Regions from separate parts of the Oryctolagus cuniculus genome. Here region 1 is linked to region 2. The links are chromatin contacts, called in public Hi-C maps. All regions are on one chromosome and are shown on one strand. Each heading gives the region's core, a stretch centred on a gene start, on an enhancer-like site or on the middle of the called end of the contact. The rest is flanking DNA. Distances are from core to core; before and after follow the strand shown.

Evidence for each region. A called contact is a pair of places that touch in the nucleus more often than the background predicts.
Region 1: a Hi-C map of skin fibroblasts shows a contact between it and region 2, with 2.5 times the contacts expected there. The contact joins the enhancer-like site here to the promoter of GADD45G in region 2. A contact is called at or near these places in 2 of 6 Hi-C or Micro-C datasets (embryonic fibroblasts and skin fibroblasts).

What each region holds. Positions count from the first base shown.
Region 1 is chr1:138,543,350-138,549,169 of mOryCun1.1, forward strand. No RefSeq gene overlaps it. Among named protein-coding and RNA genes, the nearest start is that of GADD45G, 220 kb to the left of the region's middle. Within about 2 kb of position 4,167, at least 4 of the 8 cell types and tissues checked have an H3K27ac peak or open chromatin away from gene starts, as enhancers often do.
Region 2 is chr1:138,326,404-138,332,208 of mOryCun1.1, forward strand. GADD45G (growth arrest and DNA damage inducible gamma) reads left to right here and starts at 1,634. Exons shown (of 4, transcript XM_051847388.2): 1 at 1,634-1,804; 2 at 2,122-2,223; 3 at 2,338-2,551; 4 at 2,641-3,224. The coding sequence starts at 1,752. The coding sequence ends at 2,751.

The sequences.
Region 1 (5,820 bases), core at 2,917-5,416, 220 kb after region 2:
TGACCATCCATTTCATTTTTAACTGGGACAGCAACTACTGTACATGTTAAGGGGTACTGTGGGAGGTTTCTATGTATGTATACACAGGGTAATGTCCACTCTGGGCAAACGCATCCCTCTGTTCGAACGCTGAACCTATCTCTATGCTGAAAACATCCCACATCCTTTCTTCCAATCTTACTTTTAGAGAAATATACGGTGCCTTATCATCAGCTCTGGTCTCCGTACCCTGCAATGCAGAACGTCTTGCTCTGATTTAGCTATGACGTAGTCCCCATGAATCATCCCTTCCCCACCCCTCCCTCTCCCTACTCCCCCCAGCCTCTGGTAATCACTGATCCACTCTCAACTTCTATGAGGTCACCTTTTCCAGATTCCACACATGAGAGCCATCGTGCGGTGCTTGTCTCTCTGTGCTCGGCTTCTCCCACTGAGCGGCGTGCGAATGATAAGACTGCTCCCTCTCCCCACGGCCCGATAGCGTTCCCTCGTGTCTAGCGACCACACTTCTCTTTATCCAGCTGTCAGTTGATGGACACTCCCCACCTGAACCCATGCCGTCTTCTTTATTTTGCAGTCGCCTTGCCTTGCATATGGAATTGGCCAGGAAATTACTGGTCACTGGGCTTTCTGGGGCTGTGGGAGAGCAGGATGTGGTAGGGACACCCTCTGCTCACCCCCCAGACCATGCCACTCTTCTCCCTGGGGGCCACTCACCACCCGGGCGCCCTCCCAGAGTGCTCCAGTCACTCGCCTCCCACCCATAGTCGCAGGGCAAGACAGATACAAGGGTGTTGCATGCAGAACAGACCCTCTAGGGAGTGCAATTCCCAGTGGAAGGTTTGTCTAGAGCCCCAGCGTGGGGGCGATGACCACTGTGGGCCCTGAGCCACCCCCTGAGGCAGTGACGGGGCAGTGATGGCTGACGTACCTGCAGGAGAGCGCGTCTGTCACCAGGCTGCTTCCTGGCCCTCCCACACCTGGTCACCCCTGGACAAGGGTGAGGCCAGATGTGACCAAGTGCCTCTGGGGAGACCCTGGCTGAGTAGACTCCATGGGAGCCAGCAGGTGGGTCCACAGTTCCTCTGAACCTGACCCAAAGACTCCATGTCACTCATTGGAGACATGAGGGCCATTTATTTTGGAAAGTGGTGGGGGTGGTACACCTGCTTCCATCTCCAGAAAGAGTTCTAGGAGACAGTGCCAAACCCCGGGCAGCCCTGGGAGAGGTACAGCGGGGTCCTGTCTGCAGACTGTGCCTGCCTGCTCCAGCGAGCACTTAGGCATGATCCCCATGGCATCTCAGGGCCCAGGGCACGACTTCCCACCATCTGCTATCTCCCAGGGCTTTGGTGAATGGCAGGCATGGAGAGGAATGCCAACTTGAGATAAGAAGAGCTGCCACAAGCCACCCGGAACTGGAGATGTAGGACTGACGGGAGTCTGACATCCTGTAAAGTGCCTGGAGATCCAAATCCCTCTGTCCCGTCTCTGGGGCTGGTGCCAACACATGCCCTGCATTGCAGGAACCGGAGGTGGTGGCTTTCACAGTCAGCTGCCTTCTGGTGACTGGTGAGGGCTAGCTGACAGCTCACGGCACCTTGGCAAGGCTGGTCGGCCCTGCTGTTGCCATACATGGGCCTCCTGGGCCCTGAGCCTTCCAACTGCAAGATAACGAGCCTACGAGGTAACACCTGTAAGGGTTGGGTTGCTACTTGGTTTCATTACCTGGATCCCTCTGTAGTCTGTTCTTCTGCCTGTATAGAGACAACAAATGGGCTGGGTCTCTTGCCTAAGGCCCACATTTAAAAAAAAAGATTATTTATTTATTTATTTATTTGAAAGGTGGAATTACAGAGAAAGAGAGACAGAGAGAGAGAGAGAGAGAGAGAGAGAGAGAGAGAGAGAGAGGTCTTCCATTTGCTGGTTCACTCCCCAAGTGGCCACAATGGCTGGAGCTGCGCTGATCTGAAGCCAAGAGCCAGGAGCTTCCTCCAGGTCTCCCACTTGGGTGCAGGGGCCTAAGCACTTGGGCCATCTTCCGTTGCTTTCCTAGGCCATAGCAGAGAGCTGGATCGGAAGTGGTGCAGCTAGGACATGGACCAGCGCCCATATGGGATGCCAGCACTGCAGGTGGAGGCTTAACCTACTACGCCACGGCACTGGCCCCAAACCTCCACATTTTGATGAGGATAATTCAGAGGCAAGGTTTACACACCACAGTGTGTGGCTTTCAAACTGTTTGTTGATCATTGCATTCAGAGATTATGAAATCGGTTTCGTGGTACGTGGTCAGCATTTTGCAAGAAAAGTGAAAGAGGACAAGACTGAAGGTACCAACATGCACCGTACCCTCTGGGTTTATAACCCTTGCAAAGGGAGGCCCAGATGCCCTGTGTCCCCCCTAAGCCCTGACAGTTTCCCTGAAGGCTTCTTCCATGTGCACCTGCCCTGCCCTGGCCCTTCCACCCAGAATCCTTTCCCCTCTAACTCGAGGCACAGGCAGGGCAAAGCTTCCCGACCTGGACTGGTTGTGCCTCCATCTCTCACGTCCACGTCTGAATGTCCCCCCACCCCCCTCTGCTCTCCCAGACCTTGTCCCCTTCACCTGGATTCCTGAACCCTGCTTCAGTTTTCTCTGAGACACTCACCACTACCCGGCACGATTTTATGGTTGTGCAGCCTTGGCTGTGGCTCCTTCTTAGATGATCAGCCCCGTTGGGGGAGGGGCGTAGTCTGATTCTTTGCCAGATGTCCAACAGCTGGAAGTGTGCTTGGTGCACAGGGTAGGAATACAGTAAAATTTGTTGCCATGGAAGGAGTGGGTGCAGATTGAGACTGGTGCCGGGCCTACGGCACTGGTGTGTGTTAGCTAGAATTAGACTATCCGAGTCCGGGGGCCAGAACACAGCAGGAACTCTGCAAATACTACGCAGTGCACCGTTTTAATTTCTCTGAACTTTTAGGACATGTACTGCTTTTGAAATTGTAAAATGAGGCCGGTGCCGTGGCTCACTAGGCTCATCCTCCGCCTGCGGTGCCGGCATACCAGGTTCTAGTCCCGGACGGGGCACCGGATTCTGTCCCGGTTGTCCCTCTTCCAGGCCAGCTCTCTGCTGTGGCCCAGGAGTGCAGTGGAGGATAGCCCAAGTGCTTGGGCCCTGCACCCCATGGGAGACCAGGAGAAGTACCTGGCTCCTGACTTCGGATCAGCGCGGTGCGCCGGCCGCAGCGGCCATTGGAGGGTGAACCAACGGCAAAGGAAGACCTTTCTCTCTGTCTCTCTCTCACTGTCCACTCTGCCTGTCAAAAAAAATAATAAAAATTGTAAAATGAGTCTTCCTGGAAGAGAAATACTTGTGCATCCTGTGTTCCTCGGGGAACTAGAAGGGGTGAGGGGGAGGGGAGTGCCCGGCCGTGGATTGCATGAGGCCCACGAAATCACTGGGTCTGGCCCTGCCAAGACAGCCGCAGCTGGGATCTGAAATTCATCAAGTCCACAGCGGGCTAAGGTTTAAGCTGATAATTTTGTGCCGCCCGCCAATGATGGGAAATAAAACATCAAAATGGCCCTGGACGGAACAAAGGTTCCCTGCCCCTGTTAGTTTCCAAGCTGAACGTGAAGGCGAAAGTGCTCCGGTGTGAGAGGGCTGAGTCCAGGGTCCGGGGTGGACTGAGGGAGGTGCCAGTGCAGTTTCGGGAAGTGCCTGGCCGGAGCCGGCACTCTTTTGTGGTCATAAGACTGTCCTATCTCACAGTCCAGGCTTCTTTCCAAATTCCTCAGGGGAATGGTATCTCAGGAATGTGCCGAATGCTTTCAAATCCGCAGATTCTTTGGGATGCCCTCAGCTCCTTTTTAAGAGAGCTGTGAGCTTCCCTATTTGGAAAGAATTTTGAGAAAGAAGTCCCGGATGCCAGGAGCGGCTGCATGTCATTGGGGAAATATTTCTGTCTCTCCCTCCGGTCGGCTTGATAATAGAACCAGTGTGCATTCAGCACACAGCTAAACTGGACCACTGGCTGGCGGAGGGGCTCCTTTACCTGCAAAGGAGCCGTGGCAGAGACCAAGGCATCCGAGGAATGCCTTTTGGGGGTCCCAGCATACTCTTGGGAGAGCCAAACATTTGTCCCTTTTGTCATCAGGCCAAAACCTGTGCTAAGATAAGCTTCCCGCGTGGCTCTCTTTCTGAAGGTGGAAGCAGCCCAAGTGGTCGAGACAGAAAGCGGTTCTCAGGTTTGCCTCTTAGGCAACAGGGCTTCCATCCACCAGGTCTACTAGTTCATTCCCCAGATGCCCACAGGGGCTGGGCTGGGGCTGGGCCAAGCCAGGGTTGGGCTGGGCTGAAGCTGGGAACTGGGACCACATCCCGATCTGCCGTGTGGGTGGCAGGGACCTAACCCCTTGAGCCCGTGTCTGTCTGTCTCCCATGAGGCACAGTAGCAGGCAGCTAGAATCCAGAGTGGAGCCTGGACTTGAGTGCGAGTATTCTTGATAGAGGACACAGGGAACTTCACTGATCCTTACCCGCGAGGTCAGATGTCTGCCCCTGTCTTCTCTCTTAATTCCACGTTCTGCAAACTTCTGGAAGTCCCTTCGTATGCTCAGGAGTGAGCAGTCTCTTCTGTGTGCTAGTGCCTGTGCTAAGGGCTCACATTCCTGTCTTGACGACTCTCTCAGAAGTTCCAGAGAGTTCTTCGAATGCAGCCTGTTGTACAAAAGCAGCGAGCGAAACTTCCCCGCTCCACAACCTGGACGAATGAGGACCGATTTCCCAGCTCAAGTCTGACTCTTCAGGGCCCTCTGCCCAGTGGAGTGGGAGGCCCTGCAGGGGCCCTGGGCCTCATCCAGGTCACCCCCAGCACTGGGTGTCGACACTCCCCAGGGAACTGCCTCCTCCGTCTCCTCTTGCTTCTTCCTCTCATTGCTCAAGTTCAAGAGCATGTCCAAAGGCTTCTGGAGCCAAGGTATATTTTGCAATTACACTTTGCGGAGTTGTGGGATGCCCAAGGCCATTCCTGGGAATTGGTTTGCGTCTATGCCTCGTGACCCAGAGCCGAGCTGCGAGGAGGCTAGCTGGTGCTACAGGGGAGTCCCCGGCTACCTGGAGGCTGAGGAACCATGGGGCCAGCCTCGGGGATGCTGAGCCCATCTGGGATCGGGAGGTGGGACCACTCAAACTTTGCGAGTGTAGACCAGACAGAGGGGAGTGCTGTGTCTCGCGGGCCCTGTGCTTCTCTGGAGTGGTGAGAGTCCTAAGGATGCTATCACTCCGGAGGAACACAGAGGATTTTACTTCTCAGTGTCCACCTGTGGATTCAGAGTGGAAGGAGCTTACTTAGCTGCTGGCTTGCAAGTACTTAACTTGGCTGATGGTGTGGCCAACTTCCCCTTTCATTTAGGTGCTAAGTGGTGTCTTAGGGCGAATCAGAACAGTTAGCGCCCCGGTGACCACTGTGGTGTGCTCATGACCTGGGGCAGCCCAAGGCCCTCTATCAGTAATGAACAAAAAAATTCCAGCCAATTGATTCAGTGTGTAGAAGCCCCGAGGCTCACTGGGGGAAGTTGGGGGAGGACGGATCCAACCAGGTCCTTTCGGACAGAAAGGACAGCTTGTGATGGCGGTGGTCTTGCTGGGGATGGTAGGGGAACACTGACCTGCAGCGTGTCGTTGTTATGGCCAAGACGCAATGCACACAATCACCCATCCGTTGGACAAGGATTGCTTGCGCCTCTGAAGTGTGCCACACAGAGCTGCAGGCGTGCGTAGACCCAGATCCCTGCCTGCAGGGAGCTATCTTCCAGCGCAGGCGCCCTAGTCT
Region 2 (5,805 bases), core at 384-2,883:
AGCAAAAGGAGCGAGTCCAAGCTGCCCCCCCCCCGCCTCCCCCACCCCCTTCGCAGTCGGGGTGAGGCAGCCCTCCGGGTTTCAGAGACGTTCCAGGGCGAACGCACACGCCCTGGAACCCAGGGAGCCGGCGGCTGCAGCGCGCCTCCGCCGGGGAACGCCAGCGCCTCGCCCGGCCCTAGGCTGCCAAGCGTGCCCGGCTCCAGGGCGCCGGCAGCAAGGCTCGGCGTTCCTAAGTCCGGGAGCCCGCAGTACCGCCGGCCTGAAAAAGAGCCCGAAGGCAAAGCACGGAGCCACCAGGCTGTTTTCCCCAGGGACCCCGCCCAGCGCCCCGGCCGGAAAGGAGGAGCCCGGGTGTGCGTCCCGGGGCGCGCAGCACCGCCAGCCGCAGACCTGCGAGTCCCATAGGGCCCATAGCTGCAAGCTGCAGCCTGCAACGCTCTCCCAAGAGCACTTCCGGTCTCCCTATCCCCTCGTTGGAACCCAGGCTTGTTACAGACGCACGGTCAAGTCCTCCCGGCTGTTTCAACCCAGCCAGAGCCACACGGGCTCTGAACTCAGTCAGTTCTCCCCAGGAGGCCCCCTTCGCCCCCAGTCTCCAAGCCCCACCCGGGTGCGTGCGGCACGCTTTGTTCTGTCTCCACTGCGGCGCAGCTTGGCCGCGGTCAGGGGCGGGTGCGTGTGTGGCCCGCGGTTCTGTGTGTCCTGTAGGTGGCGCCCCGGGAGGGGGAATTCCCAAGCCGCGCTCCCCAAACCCGAGCCAGAGCCGCGAGGTCTGCGTGCAGCAGCCCCGCGGCCTTTCCAGCTCGCGCGAGGGGCTCGGCACGCGGCCCAGGCGCCGGCGGGGTGGGATTACGCCCAGGGGCCGGCGCAGGGGGCGCGCCACGGGCTGCGGCAGGTGGACAGTGCTGCTATGAAGAGAAAGCCCCGATTGTCCCCTCTACAAACCGCCACACGCCAGACCCCTGCTATTGTGCGCCTTCCATAGAAATGCAAAGGAGCCGCGTGCGCCGGCCGCAAGCTGCTCGCGCCCCCGCCGGCGCCCCGCCGCGCAGGGCCACGGGCGGGGAGGCGGCCTGCGGGTGCGACCCCGAAGGTCCTGGAGCAGGCTTGGCCGGCGTGGCCGGCCGCGCTGCGGGCTGCAGAGTCAGCGGCGGGAGCCTGTGCCTTTTGCAACCCCCCTCCCCCCCAAAAGTGGCGCTGCGTGTTTTTGCTTTAATTTCCAGGGTCAATACAACAGCCTCACAAACTTCAAAATAAAAGAAAAAAATAGGTAGCAATAAGAATAAATGCAAAGAAAATTCTTTTAGAATCTTCAAAGGTGCATTTCACAAATTGCAGCATCGTATTCGCGTTAGCACTTTTTTTTTTTTTAACTTTTTCCTTTTAAGGACTTAAAAAAAAAAGGAGGCGAGATGAAATCTGCAGGCTCCAGTCTGCCTGGTAACACTCCGACAAAAGCGGCAGATTTGAGGCATTGTCATCCCCCGCACCCCTCCCCACGTGGCCTTCTGGCACGAGCCGCCGGCCCGCCGCTCATTTGCATCAGAAAGCGGGAGCCGGCCAATGGGCACGCAGCTTCGCGCCAGCTGGCGGCGCCGCGCCCGCCGGCCTATATAAGGGCTCGCCGCGCCGCCCGGGCGCAGTCGCTGGCTGTGGGCGCGCCGGGCGGGCGGGAGCGGGTGCGCGGCTCAGCTGCCAGTCCTACGCGCGTACGGCTCTTGGATAACTTGCTGCTCGGCCACCGCACCATGACTCTGGAAGAAGTCCGCGGCCAGGACACGGTTCCGGAAAGCACAGCCAGGTGGGTCTCCCCGTGCGCGACTTGTCTGCTGGGCTGGGAGCCGAGCACCGTCGGTGCCGATGGGCCCGGGGCGCAGGGGTGGGTGGCAGGCGCCTTGCCGGGTGGCGAGCCTCCGGGGGATGTAGGCTCCGGATTGGAGAGCTTCAGGAGGATCGGGAAGCTGGGGTGCAGGAAGCTTGCCGGAGCAGGGGCCTTGGGGTGTGGGCGCCTTGGTTCAGGCTGGGGAGCCGGGGGTGCACACTCGGGACCGGGGAGGAGACGGGGTACGGATTGCGGCGCCTCGGCTGGCTCCACTGACGGTGCTGGCTCGTCCGCAGGATGCAGGGCGCCGGGAAAGCGCTGCACGAGCTGCTGCTGTCGGCGCAGCGCCAGGGCTGTCTCACCGCCGGCGTCTACGAGTCCGCCAAAGTCCTGAACGTGTGAGTATAGACGCGGCCCGGGCGGGGGCGACCGGCGGCGGCGGCGGAGGCGGCGGCGGCGGCGGGGAGCCACCGGCCCGCGGGGCTCTGACCTCGGGAACTCCTCCTGCGCAGGGACCCCGACAATGTGACCTTCTGCGTGCTGGCCGCCGACGAGGAGGACGAGGGCGACATCGCGCTGCAGATCCACTTCACGCTGATCCAGGCGTTCTGCTGCGAGAACGCCATCGATATCGTGCGCGTGGGCGACGTGCAGCGGCTGGCCGCGATCGTGGGTGCCGGCGAGGAGGCGGGCGCGCCGGGCGACCTGCACTGCATTCTCATCTCGGTGAGTGTCGCCCCGCTCCCCCAGCGCCTCCCCTCACCCCGGCGCGGTCGGCCAGGCTGGCTGACGCTTGCGCTCTCCCCTCTCCTTAGAACCCCAATGAGGACGCGTGGAAAGACCCTGCCTTGGAGAAACTCAGCCTGTTCTGCGAGGAGAGCCGCAGCGTCAACGACTGGGTGCCCAGCATAACCCTCCCCGAGTGACAGCCCGGCGGGGACCTTGGTCTGATCGACGTGGTGACGTCCCGGGGCGCCTAGCGCGCGGCTGGCTGTGGAGGGGCCCTCGGAGGGTGCCAGAGCACGGCGTGGAGACTGGCAGGCGGGGCGTCTGGCGGGCGCGGAGGCGCGGCCCCCCCAGCGGGGGCCCGGCGGCGGCTGTGGCGGCGGCGGCGGCGGGGCAGGCTGGCTGGAGCCGAGGACGCTGCGCACCGCGAGTGTCCGGAGCGGCTGCTCGCCCAGGAAGGCCGAGGCGGGGACGTTGGCCGCAGGGCCGGGAAGGACACAGACCGGCCGGGCCAGCGTGACTCAGCAGGAGGAGAGCGCGGGCGAGACGGCCTGGACTTGGTCGGGCTGCAGGAGCCTGTGGGACTTAGCAGACTGCGCTGCCTTCTCAGAAACGGATCCGGGCAATGCTTCGTCTTCCGGAGGATGTCTTACAATAAACCCCTTGAAACAGACTCCTGTGCTTTTACTGAGGGTGGGGACCCTTGCTCGGGGAGGTGGCCAGCTGGAACTGCTTGGCGCGGATGGCACCTGTTCCCGTCTTCCTGTCGGGCGAGAATGACAGGCTCCTGGTGCTGGCCGCGGGGGGAGGGGAGGCTGCTGGGTGTGAGGGCACAGCCTGAGCGAGGCTCCCAGGTCTCTGCTTTTGGACAGATTATAGAACTTGCAAGCGAGGGGCAGACTTGAGAACAGGCATCCCTGCAGCAGCTCAGGGCTCGCCATCCTATCGGATAACAGTGACCTCCACCTCCCTCCCCTCCCCCACCCCGGACAGCTGCTTATCTGAACAGCTTGCAGGAGGCAGGCAGCCCCTTCGTGCACAATGGCATTGCCTGCTACAGCCCCAGCCCTTTGTGGTCCCAGAGCGCGATGGCAGGCAGGATGTTTCTCCTATGAAATGCTGGGACACAAAGCAGTGTTACAAAGGTATTAATATCAACCGTGACACTGGTGAGTGCTGAAGGATGAGTCAGTCTCCCATCACGGCTGGGCTAGAACTTCCAGGATCCCAGCAGAAATCGGAAGGCGGCGTGTGTGTGTGTGTGTGTGTGTGTGTGTGTGTGTGTATAAATAGGGGTGAGCAATTCCGATCTGCCGACTGCATCAGCTGTCGGCTATTTGGAAAGTTCTCAGCCCACATCAGCGCTGGGAGGATCTGGGAGGATTGCGGATAGAATGAGCCTTGAGGGTTTTGGAGGCAGGTAGCTAGAAGAGAACGTTCTGAGTCTGTTGGTCTGCTTTTATTAGAGCAGCTGCGTCTTGATTGTACTCCCCGTGCCCTGCAATTTGCCTTCTGCAGGAGAGGTGCACGTGGGGCGTGCATGGTCTTAGCTAGGTTGCCAGGCAGCCCGACCTGAGAACATCGTGCTGTTTCTAAGGTGGCCGCGGGGCTGAGGGATCACCTTAGCTATCCTTGAGGTGGCTGCTGGTGGTGGTGGGGTGCCACTTTGAAAATTCTGTCCAAACAGTGGAAGCCTTGGCAAGACAACACTGGGAGAGCTTAATTTTCCTGTAATGATAATATCCTGTTTCCCGTTTCTCGGCTCTGAAAAACATTTACCCCTCAGTGGGACGGAGTCATTGGGCTGTGTTGGTGCCCAAGTTGCATGAATGTTTTTAAGAGCTGTTGGCTACTCAAAAATCTCAAGTTCTCTTTCATGTGACAGCCCCACGGGGGTGGGTCTGGCTGTGTTCTGGCAAAGCCACAATTTGCCCCACGTGCTGTAGGAAACAAAGGGGGCATAATTGCTAGAAAGCGTGCTCTTAAATGAGTAAACCCAGCACCACATCGCACAGGGCAGGCGGGCAGCCCCCTCCTGCCGGCCAGCGGACCCTTGTAGAACATCAGGTTGGCAAGTCTTGTTAACACTTGGCTTTCTCTGAGGAGCCCTTACTGTGAGGCCACTTGCTGGAGCCCCAGGGGCTGAGAGAATTTGCAGCGGAGGGGGAAAAAAAGTGTGCTTGGACAAAGTGCCAGCATCCAAAGTTGTGCTAAATTTTTTTTTTTTTATGAATGGAAGTTTAATGCCATCACCTAGCAGGCAGGTGATAAAATGCACTCTCCCATTTGACGCTCCCAACCCCCCACGCCATCATTTCTGCAGAAGTACACACTGATTATTACATGCGTGTTGACGGGACCCACGCCGACTGCTGAGCCTCCAGTGAGAGCTGAAAGAATGTTAATACTACTTGGAAGCTAATGAAGGCGCTCGCCTGAGACCACACGTGGAGTAGTGGGCTTGGGATGGAGCAGCCTGTTTCCAGGGCCAGCACGCACGCATGCGCCTGCTGCCACAAACTTCCAGGTGCCCGAGCCCTTGCAGGCTGTTTTCCTAAGATAACGCCCGGGTTCCTAGGAAAGCGCCTCTCCCGCACAGTTGTGTATTTCCTGCTCACCTTTGGTTTTCTCTGGGCTCTGAAGACACATAATTGCAGGGCACATCTTAGGGAGCTGCCTGCCAGGTGTTCAGCTCTGAATGGCTCCTTCTCATCAACTCGATACTGTGATTCCACCCCCACTCCCCACTGTGTACTGGATGACCTTGAACGACAAGGTGTGTTGCTGCTGCAGGGGCTCCAGCAGGGGTGTGTGTGTGTGGGGGGAGGGGATGGGATCCTGCTGGGGCGTCTTCTTTACCAGGAGGCACCCTCTAGATAAAGGCTTCTAAGTGTCACCTGTGTAAGGCAACCCTGTGCCACCTTGGAGCAATGGAAGTCAAGCATGCTTGCCTTTGTTTAAAAAAAGTTTTGGGTCTGGCGTTGTGGCGCAGTAGGTTAGGTGCTGTTCGAGTGCACAGCAGTGCCTGGGTTCCAGGCCAGCATCGCTTCCCATCCAGCTTCCTCCAAGTGTGCGTGGAGGGAGGCAGCAGAGGGTGGGTCGAGAACTTGGTTCCCTGCCACCCATGCGGGAGGCCCAGACGGACTTCCTGGCTCCTGGCTTGGGCCTGGCCCTGCCCTGGCTGTTGCAGGCATTTGGGGGGAGTGAATCAGTGGATGGGTGTGTGTGTGTGTGTGTGTGTGTAGATCTCTGTC